Linked DNA regions of Gossypium hirsutum: region 1 is linked to region 2. The links are chromatin contacts, called in public Hi-C maps. All regions are on one chromosome and are shown on one strand. Each heading gives the region's core, a stretch centred on a gene start, on an enhancer-like site or on the middle of the called end of the contact. The rest is flanking DNA. Distances are from core to core; before and after follow the strand shown.

What was found. A called contact is a pair of places that touch in the nucleus more often than the background predicts.
Region 1: a Hi-C map of leaf shows a contact between it and region 2, with 2.0 times the contacts expected there. The contact joins the promoter of LOC107915030 here to the enhancer-like site in region 2. A contact is called at or near these places in 3 of 34 Hi-C or Micro-C datasets (all in leaf).

What each region holds. Positions count from the first base shown.
Region 1 is chrD10:42,777,396-42,785,218 of Gossypium_hirsutum_v2.1, reverse strand. It overlaps LOC107915030 (phosphoenolpyruvate carboxylase kinase 1), which reads left to right and starts at 4,490. Exons shown (of 2, transcript XM_016844124.2): 1 at 4,490-5,400; 2 at 5,485-5,788. The coding sequence starts at 4,617. The coding sequence ends at 5,513.
Region 2 is chrD10:42,605,810-42,612,753 of Gossypium_hirsutum_v2.1, reverse strand. No RefSeq gene overlaps it. Among protein-coding and RNA genes, the nearest start is that of LOC107915847, 24 kb to the right of the region's middle. Within about 2 kb of position 3,018, at least 5 of the 9 cell types and tissues checked have an H3K27ac peak or open chromatin away from gene starts, as enhancers often do. A contact at or near this core is called in leaf, where this site is marked.

The sequences.
Region 1 (7,823 bases), core at 3,241-5,740, 170 kb before region 2:
TCGACTGATGAATTATTTAGAGTTGATTGTTTTTTAGTTATTGTAGACATGGCATTTACTTCTTTGAAGAGCATATTTTAGCAACTAAAAACATTTGAAAGTATTTTTGGGTTTTTGTTTGATTCAAACAAGTTAAAGTCATTGGATGGAAAGGAATTGAGAGAATGTTGTGCTACTTTTCACTCTACCTTTTCTTGTGGTGGTTCATCATATGTTGATTTAAATGATCTTTTCTTTGAATTGAAAGTGTTGCTATTTACTTTACCAAATGAATTAATGTTAGCCACTGAAATTCTCGAGTTTTTCAAATTTGCAAATTGCTATCCGAATGTTTCAATCGCTTATAGAATTTTTTTAATGGTTCCTATGACTGTGGCATCAGCTGAAAGAAGTTTTGCAAATCTAAAGTTAATCAAAACCTACTTGAGGTCATCAAAGTCACAAGAACGGTTGAATGGTCTGGCAATTTTATCAATCGAGAAGTATTTTTTGGAAAACATTTATGTTGATGTTTTCATTAATGATTTTGCATATCAGAATGCTTGTATAACCCATTTTTTATGTTTTTTTTGTGTTTTTGTAGTTGATGACATAGGAGTAGATTGAATGAAAAATATATATTTTTTAATTTTGTTAGAAAAATATATTATTGGCTTAATGTCATAAAACATATTATGTTAATGAAATTACTAGTATATGATTTTATTTTATTGTATTACATTTTATATATTTTTTTAAAATGACTTGATTTATTGTTTCGCCTAGGACCCTAAAAATGTCAAGAACAGACTTGGTTGCCTCTAGCTCTCTGTTTTTTAAATATGGAGAAGAATAATATGTGATGTGAGTAAAATAATCCGTCACCTATTCATGACATATTCAAACCAGGTGAGAGAAAACCTATCATATTTTTCTAAAATAAATCTAAAACATACCTTACTTTTCTAACTAATTTTTAAAATTACAATATTTTTATTAAAAAAATATTATGCTACCTTTTTTCTTGGTCGTGGTCCTTGCTTTGTACCTTACGTAGTCCGGACTCCGTAGAACCCATATATCGTTGTCGAAAGGAGGCCAAGATTTTGCATCACAAAAATCACATACAACCCTTTGCTTGCTCCAAAAGTCAGTCATTGAAGAAATGAAAAGTAAAGCCTCATATATACAATGTTTTCCTACCCTTCACTCACAACTTTATCACATATGTCTTTGGTTAAAGGTCCACCCACTTGCCTTCTTTTTAGCACATAATCACCACCCACCAAAATTTCTTTTCAATGGTTTGTAATGATTGTGGTTGATATTGATGTAATTTGTCTCCTCTCTTCCAAAATATCATCATTTTCATCTCCTAATGACTTTCAAGCAATGCCATCCAAAAATAAATAAGATTTGTATTTCTCAATTTCTTTCTAGAATCTGATGTTTTAACTCCCATTTTGGCACCCAAAATATAATATATATATATATAAGAGTTTAAAAAAATTTCACAAGCAGCTGAGATTTAGTTTAATTGGTATCGATATTGTTAGCATTGTAGAAAGACATAAATTCGAACGTACTGAAATGTACTTATCCTCTTATATAAGGGTTGAAGAGAGATTACGGTAGACATTATATTTAAAAAAACTCCACAAGAGTAAAATATTGTCATATGTCCTTAGATAACCAACTTAAAGCTTTGGCGAGTATAATATAGTGTATAAAAAAATTAATTTCTTTATTTACTTAGAAGGTTATATATTTAAATCGGTGGGCCTATTTTGAGGTATGGAAGTCTAGCCAAATCCCAAAAAGATCATAAAAATCCGAATCATACGGCAATATGAATTTTATTTTAAAAGAAAAAAAAGAGACTGAAATGAGTCGATTTCATGACGTTTCTTTTGTTTTTTTCTCTGGGATTGGATTTTTATTGAATGAAATTATTGTGGAACTCATGACCTGTGAAGCCTTTTTCAGCTTTTAAAAATTAGGTCCTGTTTAAGTGAGACAAATCTCTTGCATGTTAGCATGCAGTAGCTTGACTTTTCATGACTTGAAGGTCTCAACCAACCCCCTAAACAATATGTGGCGAACATACACAGCAATTTCCCAAGAAAAACAAAAGTAATAAAAGTCGGTAGATATTTCAACCAAAACCTTAAATTTTCATCATCTTTATAAAATTATATCAATTTATAAATATTAGAAAGGAATTTATTTTTCACTTTTTATTTTTATTTTATTTGGGTTAATATGTAGTTTGCCCCTTAAACTTGTCCAAAAGTACCTATTTGGTACCTAAATTTGTTTGTAACTAATTGGAATCTAAACTTATATTCGGTTACTCATGTTAATACTTTCACACTAACACCATTAGTTTGTATTGATGTGACACTAATAATCAATCCTCATGTTAGCCACTACTAAAATAGTCACTTTTATTTACCTCAGGTTACATTTTAGTCATTTAAGTTTGAAATATTACGTTTTAGTCTTTTACGTTAACGTGTTGTAACATTTTAGTTACTGAGCCGTTAATTGTCGTTAATGGTGCAACAGTAAGCTGACGTAGCACGTTAAATCATCATTTCAAACAAAAATTTTAGGTTAAATTATACAATTGGTCCCCATATTTTTTCGTTTTGAGCAATTTAATTTTTTTTTCTTTTATATTCTTTGAACTTTCCTTTTTTTTCCTTTATTTTTCATTCTCTTCTACTTCTCTTTCTGTTTTCCTCTCTTCTCCATCTCTTTTAACGTAGCTTTTCTATGTTTTTCATTTGTTAAAACTTTTTTTATGTTTATGAAAATAGAAAAGTGAAAAGTTGAGACCAAAATAAAACTTACTTCACATATTCTCACCCCACAATTACAAACCCTTATCATTCATCATCGTTTTAACGAACCAGTTTGGATCTCTCAATGACCTAGTCTACAAGTTCGCCTCACTCAAATACCTCGCCAATCATGACTTATGGTAGTCCACCCTCAACAACGTTTCCCAAGCCTGTTCCTTGAACCTCCTAACCAACCCCCATAGCCACCTTATCTATCTTGTCTACAACATCCTCGCCCTCTCAAAACTACGTTGTTTCACGGATTCTACAAATGAGCTCTACACTCTTAATGACTACAATGACCATCATACGAAACTTACCCTCAACGTTACCCAAACTAGTTTGGTTCCATGCTCTCTTTCTCTCATGCTTGGCTTACAATTAATTTTGCTTGAGAATATCCAAGAAGGTTTAGATCAATTTTATCGTTTGCTTAATTTTATTCGTCAAAAAATAAAAGAAAAGTAAATGAATAATATGCACGATTCTGTAAAAGTTTGGAAACGAAAAAAATTTATTTTGAATATAAAGAATTCAATTTATGTTTATATTTGATTAAGGATATGGTTTTTTATATTGATTAGTTAGATCCAATTTTAGTTTCAAAATTAGGTTATATTCAAATCGAGATTTGATTAACAATGGTTGATATTCGGTTTTAAGTGAAATTCAATTTAGGAATCATGTGAAAGAAACAAGAACTTGGTTTATTTGGTGGATAGATATTTTGTTTCTGCGGTGAAGAATATGAGAAGAGAGAAAAATAAAAGGGAAGAAGAAAAGGAAAAAATAAATAAAAAAATTAAATTGTTCAAAAAAATAAAAGTATATGGATTAGTTTTAACAAAAGGAAAACATAGAAAAACTATATTAAAATAAATGAAATTGTTACACTGTTAATGATAATTAATATAAAGAATTAATATAATTGGATTTGAGTGAAATAAATGAAAATTTGGATGGTATTTATAGGAAAAGAATGGTGGTTGACATTGTTATCGTTTTCATCCAACATTCAAAAAGTTGTTGAAGAGAAGCGCATTTAACTGGGTACATTTTTTTTCTCTTCAAAATCGACATATTTCTTTAATTTATAAAAAACGACCCAAAACCCTAATTAAAAAAAAGCTACATATTTAGCTGTTTTTTAACTTGAAAAACTATAATTCATCAAATGATTTTACTAAATTTCTTTAAAAATTAGAAAGGAAAAAACACAATTTAAACTAAAAAACATCTAAATGATGCGAGAATCTAAAAATATCATGCTGACAGTTGATGCCAAATCAAACCGTAGCACCTTTTTCTTTTTCAAAACAGTAGCATTTTAGTTTAAACTACGGAAAAGGAGGAGAATAATATAAACTGACAAATAAAGTTGCAATTTACAAAATAAACCTTGTAATTTAATCCATTAATTAATTGTTTTTTTATTTAAGAAAGAGGGCAAACACAGTAATTAAGACGAAAAGTTTTGGGCAAACTTAATAACAATGGGATTCTGATCGTAACTGTATCATCCAACTGCCGAACCGAAAGACACACAGCGTACGGAAATCCAAACCGTACACCAAACTAAGGGCATTCTCGTAATTTAATCCAACCGACTTTCGGTTTCTGATCCAACGTCTACAAAACAGTTACAGTATCTCAAGACGTGTCTTTCTCCCATCGGTTGAGCCGAATATTCCCTCTCAACATTCCTTAAACCCTCTATTTATAACCCTATGAAAAACTTAATGGAAAAGGTTAAAGAAAAAAACCAAGGGTAAATTGAAAACTGAAGAAACCATGACTGAATCATTGAAGGCTAACTACGAGGTCTGTGAAGAGATCGGCCGAGGAAGATTCGGCATCGTTTTCAGGTGCGTTTCTTTGATCTCCGGCGAGTCTTTTGCCGTTAAATCAATCGACAAACGGATAATCTCCGCCGGTGATTCTCTCGACTCTCAGTGTCTTTTCAATGAACCTAAAATTCTCACTCTGGTTTCGCCTCACCCCAATATAATCCACCTTCACCACCTCTACGAAGACGACTCTCATCTTCACATGGTGCTCGATCTCTGCCCTCCTTCACGAGATCTTTACAATCTCATCATCGACAATGGGCAGTTCTCCGAAGCTCAAGCCCGACCCATCTTGACCCAACTCGTTCAGGCCCTTGCTCACATTCACAGTCTCGGCGTCGTCCACCGTGATATCAAACCAGAAAACATTTTGTTCGATTCGAAAAATTCCGTTAAGCTAACGGATTTCGGTTCCGCTGACGTGGCACCGGAGGTAATGAGAGGTGTGGTGGGAACCCCGTTTTACGTGGCTCCGGAGATTTTGGGCGGGAGGGAATACGGGGAGAAAGTTGACGTTTGGAGTAGTGGTGTCGTATTGTACATAATGTTGGCAGGATTTCCGCCGTTTCACGGGGAAACGGTGGTGGAGATTTTCGAGGCGGTTTTGAGGGGAAATTTGAGATTCCCCGTTAGGGTTTTCCAATCGGTTTCGCCGGCAGCCAAGGATCTGTTGAGAAAAATGCTCTGTAAAGATGTTTCTAGAAGATTGTCCGCTGAACAAGTTCTAAGTAAGCCAATTTTAATATTAATTTTTATTTTTATTACTTTTAAAAAAAAACCCAATATTTATTTATTTATTTATTTATTTACAGGACATCCATGGATCACAAGTGGATGCTGAGCTTTTGAAGTTTCTCATCTGGTATCTGCTGATGATTGTATATAAACATTAAACGGGATGAGTTTTTGTCATTCCAAAGAGGGTTTTTCTTCTTTTTTTTTTGAGGGATTTAACCTTTTTTTGTTCTTTTTCTATAGAGGGTGATTGTATGAAAAGCGAGTTTTTCTAAGCTTGGGAAAAGAGTGTGTATAGAAGAAATGGTATTTGAGTGAAAATGGTTGTTTTTCTGTTCTTATATATTAAAGATACATCCAATGAAGAAAACTTTGGAGTTACCGATATTGTTATTGTTTTTCATATATATCTTTGTTAGATTTAAATATCTATTTCTTTTGTTGATTTTCCCTTTTATCCCAAGTATCATTTCTTATAATAGTTGTTTGCTTAATTAGTTTCTTCAAGAATTGACTATCTAGTAAAAAAAATTATTTTTAATTATTCATAATTTTTATTGAAATAATGTAAAATTTAACCCTTAAATTTATACATTCTATCAATTTGATAAAAACCGAATAAATTTGACTACAACATTTATGTAAGTGTGTAAATATTGATGTTTTTTTTTTAGAATTTAAATTAAACTACCAAAACATGTAAATATTGTGATTGTATTTAATTACTTACTTTTACTTTCAAAATTAACATGAATTAATTTTTTCCTATTTTTTAAAACGAAACCAATTTAATCAACCTTGAAATTGAGAACAACCCCTTTACTAAAATAAAATTTTATGTTTAAATAAGGCTTAAGGGTGTAAAAAACTCACAAACATACAAAAAAAAAACAATTAAGCCCTTACTTTTGTTTTTGCAATTAATTAAGTACTTAAATTTTCAAAATGCATAAAAAAAAGTCTCTCAAACTTTTTCAAAAGCCATTAATCCCCCCTTTTTTTTTCACTCAACTGGGTATTTGAACTTTCAAAATGTATAAAAAAGGTCCTGAAACTTTTTCAAAAAATAAGTTATAAAAATTATTAAATTTTAATAAAAATATAAAATTCTTAAATTTTATTAAAAACTAAAAATTTTATAAAAACCATAAAAATAATAATTTTAAAATTTTATAAAAGTCATAAAAAATTTATAAAATACATCAAAGACACCCTTTAACCATTACCGTTAAAGTTAATGACCCCTAGTTTTTTAAGTTAAAGCCATCACGTTTCACTACACAGCATAACATGTGGTGAAAAATTATAAAAATAAAAATCAATAAATTTTATAAAAAAATTATAAAATACTTCTTTAGGTACGATAATTTTATAATTTTTTTATAAAAAAATTATATTTTTTTAATTTTCTTACGACTTTATAAAATTTTATAATTTTTTACTATTTTTATAAAAATTTAAAATTTTCTATAATTTTTTTACGAGTTTTATATTTTTTCTAATTTGTATATATTTTTATTACATTTTTATAATTTCTATTGATTTTTATTTTTTATTATTTTTGTCACATGTCACGCCATTGTTATGGCTCATGGTGGCTTCAACAAAAAATAAAGGCGGTAACTTTAACGATCAACTGTTAAAGTTAACGATCAAAGGTTTTTTTTAATATATTTTGGCAATTCAAGTACTCAATTGAGTGTAACAAAAGAAATAGAGACTTAATTTTTTTTTTAAGTTTAACAACTTTTATATGCAATTTAAAAGTAAGTATAAAGAAAATATTTTTTAAAAAAATTTTACACTTTTAAACCTTGAAATAAATTCATCGGTTTATACCAACAATATTAACTAATTTTGGCTATACAGACAAGAATTGATGTAAAGCCCAAAACAACCTTTTTAGGCTGAAATTTGAAAGTTTTATTACCTTTTGAATAAAGTAATAATAAATAATAAATGACAAATATTAATTGATAAACAGTAATTGATAACTTTTGAATAAAGTCTCGACCAGAGATTTAAATAACAGTTCGTTACCGAAATAGCGGTAGTTATATAGCGGTAGTGGCACCGTCCGAAATCGCTACTGCCGAAACCGCTATTATATTTTACAATAAGTTTTGTGAATTTTTTTTTAAAGTTCACGACCGCAATGACCGCAATAGAATCTGTTATGTCCACAACCGTGATAAACGCAATACGACCGAAAATGCGGCCGCGACCGCAATTTAAATCCCTAATCTCGACACTCAACATTTAAGCAAAACCCTTAACTATAATTGATAATTTACTGTTTGTATTTTGTACATCAATTTTATGATTTTTTTTATATTTTATCAGTATTTTATATAATTATGAATATTTTATATTTAAAATTTATATAATCTTATTCATTTCATATTTATAAATATTT
Region 2 (6,944 bases), core at 1,769-4,268:
ATTGCAATTTTTAATTTATATTATTAAATTCCCTAATGAGTCTAGTTTCAATATAAATAAACAAGAACACCATTAGATTTTTTTACTAAGAGATATTTGATTTTTAGTGAAAAGAGATCAGAAACGGCGAGCAGTGAAATAGGGGAAATTTTAAAGAATAAACTGTACTAATTATATAAACTAAAAATTATGAAAATTTTATGGTATCTTTAACGGTTCATAATTTGGAGTTCTGTAGCTCCAAATAAAAATAATTTAGTGATATGACTCGAATAGACAGCTTTGAATATACTTAAGGGTGAATAATGAAACTTTAGAAAATGTTATTTCTAAGAGTGTTAAGTAAATTAAGGATGTGGAATGGAGAGGAGGAGGAGGAAATTTAAATATATATATATGAATGGTTTGTGTATAATTGGTTATATGATTGATTATAATCGATAACCGTTGAAACAGGAGTGATGCCTATGTTTGTGCATTATTGGTTATAGTAAGCATGCTAGAAAATAAAGTTTCATGGCATATGTGTCTGGTATATTTGGCATGAAGTAATGTCATGAGTGATTCATGAATTAACTCATATTGGTAAGTTGATGCATAATTATAGTATTCAATATATACATAATTGTAATATTTTGCTATGTGATTCGGAAAAAGGGTAATAATTAGCATAATGAAAATTCGGCCATGATGCTAGTTTATGTTAAAGGAGTGTTTTATGGCATATGTTAAGTAATGGAATGTTATGAATTTTGAGGTTAAATTTCTAGTCAAATAAATGAAAAATGAATTGATTGCGTATTCGTAAATTTTGACATATGTTTGGTATATGAAACGTAATAATATATGCTTGAATAAACTTTAAGTATTCGAATGACATGGATTTGATGGTGATAAGATTCGAACATTGAATTCATGAAGCACAGGTGATGTATTATTGTTGTGTGATAGCTTGGTTCGAGAAATTGATTAGGTAAATGGTAAGTGAAAGCATTTATGGATTTAGAAGAAAATTTAGAGTGAACATGAAATTTAGCTCAATTAAATGATTTCATCAATTAAACATTGTGTATACCAGAATGACTTAATGAATTACATATTTGTGAATTGACATTCGAAGTTCGGTAAGTGATATATGAAATCAACATAAAAAGATTTTAGATTGTTAATAATATTGATTTTGACATAAAGTGGATTCTTCAATATTGGATTGATTTAATAGATGTATTGAGCATATGAATGGGTATGTATTTGGCCTTGTAAATCCTAATTATCGACTCGAAGATAATAATTTGAAAGTTTTTAATTTGGATAAAATTTTATAACTCGATTTAATATGGTTATAAGTGTATTTATTCTGGTAATGCCTCGTACCCTATTCAACGTTGAATACGGGTAAGGGGTGTTACAATGTGACATCACCAGATTCGGCCCTAATGTTTAGGTCGAGTTTGGGGTGTTACAAAAAACTATTAATTTGCTAAATCTCAAACTCCCAAGCCATAAACAAATTTCCACACAATGATGCAATCACCAAACACAATATGATGAAATAACCAAAGAAATTCATTTCTATCATGCACATGGCAAACGATAAAGGCAGTGGGATCTTTGGCATACAAAACATAGGTCTACATACCATACATTTTAATACAAATGTATCCATTTCTATCAAAACCCTAAATAGTTTTTTCAACAAAATCCAAAATGAAGTCATAAACTCATTGAATACAAACATATGCAGTGCATAAACCCCATGCGAATGCAACATATTTCAACAAAGAAATCTAAAAAACCATAAACCCAAATGCCCTTAAATCGAAAAAACCATAAACCAACAAAGAAAGTTAACTGGCCAGGACACCTATTCCATTAGACCTGTAACCGAAAACGTTAGTAGGTGATTGATTTGTCACTTTTTGCTAGTGCTAATGACTGATTTGTTATTTTTTGGAAGTTGATTGTCTAAATTAAAAGTTGAGTGACTGTTGGTGTAATTTACCCTTCAATTTATTAATAAGCCATAAAGGTTGTTTGTCCCCTTGAAAGTTTTATTCTATTCGAAGTTTGGCAAAAATATCAATTTTGAAATATCAATTTAGATTATAGATCAATATTAATTATTTAAATAATATCGATTTGTTAATATTTTATTTATATTGATTTGTTTCAATTTTATTGGTGTACGGTACATGCTTCGAGATATTTATTTTATATTAAAAAAATTATGCTGATTTTAAAAAGTTTAAATAAATATAATATAATATATTAATAATTAATTGCTTCATATGTGTTAGTTTTAAAAATTTTAAATTAATTCTCTAACAAATTATATTTATTCAAAATTAGATTTTAATAAAGTTTATATAAAATAAAATAGTATATTATTTTAAAATTAACTTCTTAATACGTAAAAAAATTCAATTAACTACATCATATGCTTCATATGTGTTACTTTTAAAATTTTCAGTTTACTCAAAAAAATATATTATATTTACTTAATATGAAAAAATTCAGTTAATGTCGATTGAGTCTTAGCTTGATTAGCATGGGTATTGTTGTCAATGCAGGAGGACACCGGTTCGAGTGCGTTGATGTGCATTATCCTTCGATTTATGGGTCGGGGAGGGACTATGGGTAGTTCTAAGTATTGTGTCAAAATAGCAGATATGATCATAACCTATAATGAGATTATTTAAAAAATCAAGTTAATAATCATTTTAATTGCAAAAAGAAAACTATAAAAATAAGGTGGATGAGAGTCTTTTGGGGATTATTATTTTTAAATAAAATAGATTGGGCTTTATTACTTTGAAATCCAAAACAAACAAAAATGAAAAAAAATCTATAAAATTAAAAAAACAAAAAAACTCACGCAAACCCAAATAAAAGGCCCAAACTTATGTAAAAAAAATATCAGAACAAAAAAGAAAATTCCAAAAAGTCTACATCACTATTCCATTGCCCAATCAGCTCAATCCTTAGCAACCGTCCCAACACCTGCAATTAATTTCATTTTTCGACGGTTCAAAAGTACAAAGAGAAGTGAGTAGCATTTCCTTTCATCCTTGACATTAACTCTTTCTTTCTCCATTCTTTACCACCGCATCACCTTCTTTATTCCAGTTCCTTCGCTCTGTCCACTCCCTCCTCTAGGTAAAAGGACTCACCCCCTCTCAGTGTTTCTTTCGTAATCGGTGTGGGCTAACTCATTGGCTGATCTTGGTATATGGCTGAAAAAGATCTTTTGAAATTCGTCTCTCAACTGATGTATATATATGATATAAGCACCAATTAACGATTTATTCAGATGTATTGACTGACATTTCTTAATTGTTGACAATGAATCGCCCTCGTTTATTACTTGCACCCGACCCTGTTCTATACCCATTTGTATTGCTCGATGGCAAGCAATAGCTTCAACAGCGAAGGCTAAAAAAACCCCTTAATTAGTCTCCGCTCGTGAAAGTACCACTTTCCCTTTAGCATTCTTTGCCACAACACTCAAAGCCGATTGAAATCTCTGTCCGTCAAAAGTGCCATCAAAGTTGATTTTAATGGTTGAATCTGATGTTACCCTCTAGCACACCAATCCAGTTTCTTTTGTAATTGTCCTCTTCTCTGTCTCAGTAATCTTTACAATGTAACCCCTGATGAAATGTGCTATATCCCTCCCTGTAGCAAACTCACTCTCATGGACCCTTATGTTCCTATCTCGCCAGATAACCCATAGCGCGTAAAAAAAAGCCATCACTGAGTGATAGAACATGCATCAAATACTCCAGTAAGCCAATGTCCAAACCCAAAATCTTGATTACTTAGGAAATGTGAAAATTTAAGATCTGACCATACTTCAATTGTTACACGGCATACTCGAAACAAATGATCCACTATTTCCTCCTCCCTTTCTCAACGAGGACAGCATGTTGTGTTCACAAGTTTCTTGTATTTCATGTTAGCTAATGTAGGCAAGTAATTCAAAGAAATATTCCAAACTATAATTTTAATTTTCCCAGGGAGCTCCATAGCTTTTTGTAGAAATCACTAGAAATTGATTGTAAAGCGTAAGCACTAGAAACCCTCGAAGTATCTGTAATAGTATATAAGTACTTCGGATGGAGAACTCCCCTGAAGACTCACATCCCACACCAACCAATTATCATGAGCCTCTTTTACCAACGGAATACGGAGGATTTGGGTTGCATCCGACGTCGAGAAGGTATTACTAATTAACTCATGCTTCCATTTTCTTTCATTTGCATCTATAAGTTCTAACACCAATGAATGCTGCAAATTAAGAATAGAAGTAGATAATCTAAAATTATAATTCCCAAGGATCCATGCATCATCGATAATTGAGATTTTTTTTCCCGAACCCACTCTCCAGCCTAACCCTTCCTTTAAAACACCTTTCATATCTCATATGCTTTTCCAAATGTACGATGGACTATTTCCTAACTGAGCACTACTATTTCCTAACTGAGCACTAATAAAATCAGACCTAGGGAAATACTTCACTCTAAGAACACAAGCAAGTAACGAATTTGGAAGGTTTATAAGCCTCCATCCCTATTTAGCCAGCAAAGACATATTAAATTTTCCCATGCTCCGAAATCTCATTCCCCCTTCCTCTTTTAGTCGACACATTTGACTCCACTCACACTAATGTATCCCCGTCCGCCCTTGCCCTTTCTGCCACCAATATCTTGCTATCATACTCTCAATCTCCCCACAAAAAGATTTCGGTAACAAAAAACATGAAATGACATATGTGGGAATTACTTGCAAAACTGGCTTCATAAAAATCTCCTTACCTCCTTGCCTCATGCTCCAGCTCTCAATACACATTTTAATTCTATCCTTAAATTTCTGGAAAGACTTTTTTCCCCCTCCCCACCATTTTTGGCAACCCCAGATACTTTTCAAGATTAGTCGAGAACTTTATTCCTAAGAGATTCGAGATTTTTACCTTATCCCCCTACATGTATTCGAGCTAAAAATGATTGTTAATTTACTAAAATTCAAACATTGACCTAAACACCTCTCGTATTCTTTTAATATTCCATTCAGCAATAAAAGCTCCTTTCGTTATTGCCTCACCCAAAAGAATACTATCATCCGCGAATAGTAGGTGTGAAATTTGTGGACCACTTCTACTAGCTTTGGCTCCTCGTAATAATCCTCCTTCCATAGCCAACCTTATCAAAGTCGAGAGCCCTATGCTACAAATGAGAAAAAGAAAAAGGCTAAAGGGGTCACCTTAACAAAGTTCCCTTACAAGCTTAAACGTCCTCTCCTTACAACCATTTACAATAACTGAATAGGACAACAAAGAAATACATCTCATAATAAGCTCCACCCATTCATTAGCAAAACCCATTTCCAACATCACTTCCTTTAGAAAACCCCACTCTACCCTATAATAGACTTTATTAATGTCTAGCTTCAAAGCCATGTATCCCTTTTTACCTGTGCGCTTTTGACCAAAAGTATGTAATAACTCATAAGCTAGCAACACATTATCGAAGATTAATCACCCCGACATAAACACACTTTGACAACTATCAATGCACCTTCCAATTACTCCTTGAAGCCGATTTGCTACTACTTTTGCTACAACTTTATATAAAACGGAACATAAATTTATAGGTCTAAAATTTTCTAAGTTTGTAAGATTAGAAATTTTAGGAATAAACACAATATCAGTATTGTTGACAGAGCCAAGATCTTTATCATCATTCAAAATGCCCAAGCTATACGCAAAAACATCACCCCTTACAATGTGCCAATACCGCTAAAAGAACATAGCCGGAAAACCATCAAAACCCGGCGCTTTAGTGGACCCCATCTCTTTCAACGTCGGGTAGATCTCTTCATCAATATACTTAGCCAATAGAAAAAATTTTATATCTGAAGAAATACTAACATTAATTCCAGTCAATATATGCGACAAATCATCTACACCACTCAAAAAGAACAAATGTTAGAAAAACCCCATACTCAAGGAGAACAAATGTTGGAAAAAGCTCGTAGCTAACTCCCCTATTTCCACCTCCTTACACACCTCAAATCGATCCTCTCGCTCTAACCTACTAATAGCATTTCTCCGTCTACGAACAGAAGCATATCTATGAAAAAATGTTTTATTTTTATCCCCCAACTGTAACCAATTAGCATGTGCCCTCTGTTCCCAATAAGCTTCATCCTTTTCAATCTCTAAATTCAGTTGGACTCTAGTATCGATAAGCTCTACCAAAGTATCATCATCTCGTTCCATACCCATAAATTCTTCCAACTTCTTTGTGAGATCACGCTTTAAGCCTACTCGTTTTAGGTTTAATCAGCTTTGCCCATTTAGTCAAACCATTACTCATCTTATCTAACTTTTCAAACATAGAACCAGAAGACATATCCCATATTTGCTTAATCTCTCATTCCAACGCATCTTCCATTGTCCATCAAGCCTCAAACTTGAATGACACCACCTTCGGTTTCCCATTATCCTTATCAGTAGTTATTAGAAGCGGGCAATGATCAAAGAATGAATGTGGTAAGTATTTAATCCAAGCGTTTAGGAACGCACTCAACCATTTCTCATTCGCAACTCCTGTATCCAGTTGTTCCCTTATGTTTATCTCAGGCAGATTTCCCCTTTCCCACATGAACCATGAACTCGAATAGCCCATGTCCACTAATTCACTCCACAAAGACCTCTCTAAAAGACTCCATTCTATGCTCCTCCCTTGGCACCCCACCAACCTTTTCAAAAGAATACAAAATTTCATTAAAATCCCCACTCACCAACCATAGGAAGCTTTGATCATGTCCAAGTCGTCGCAAAAGGTTCCAAGTTTCATCCCTATTTCTTGCGAATGGCGTCCCATAAAAACTAGTAAATCGCTAAAGCTTATCGTCTTCATTATCTTTGACTAAGTCATCAATGT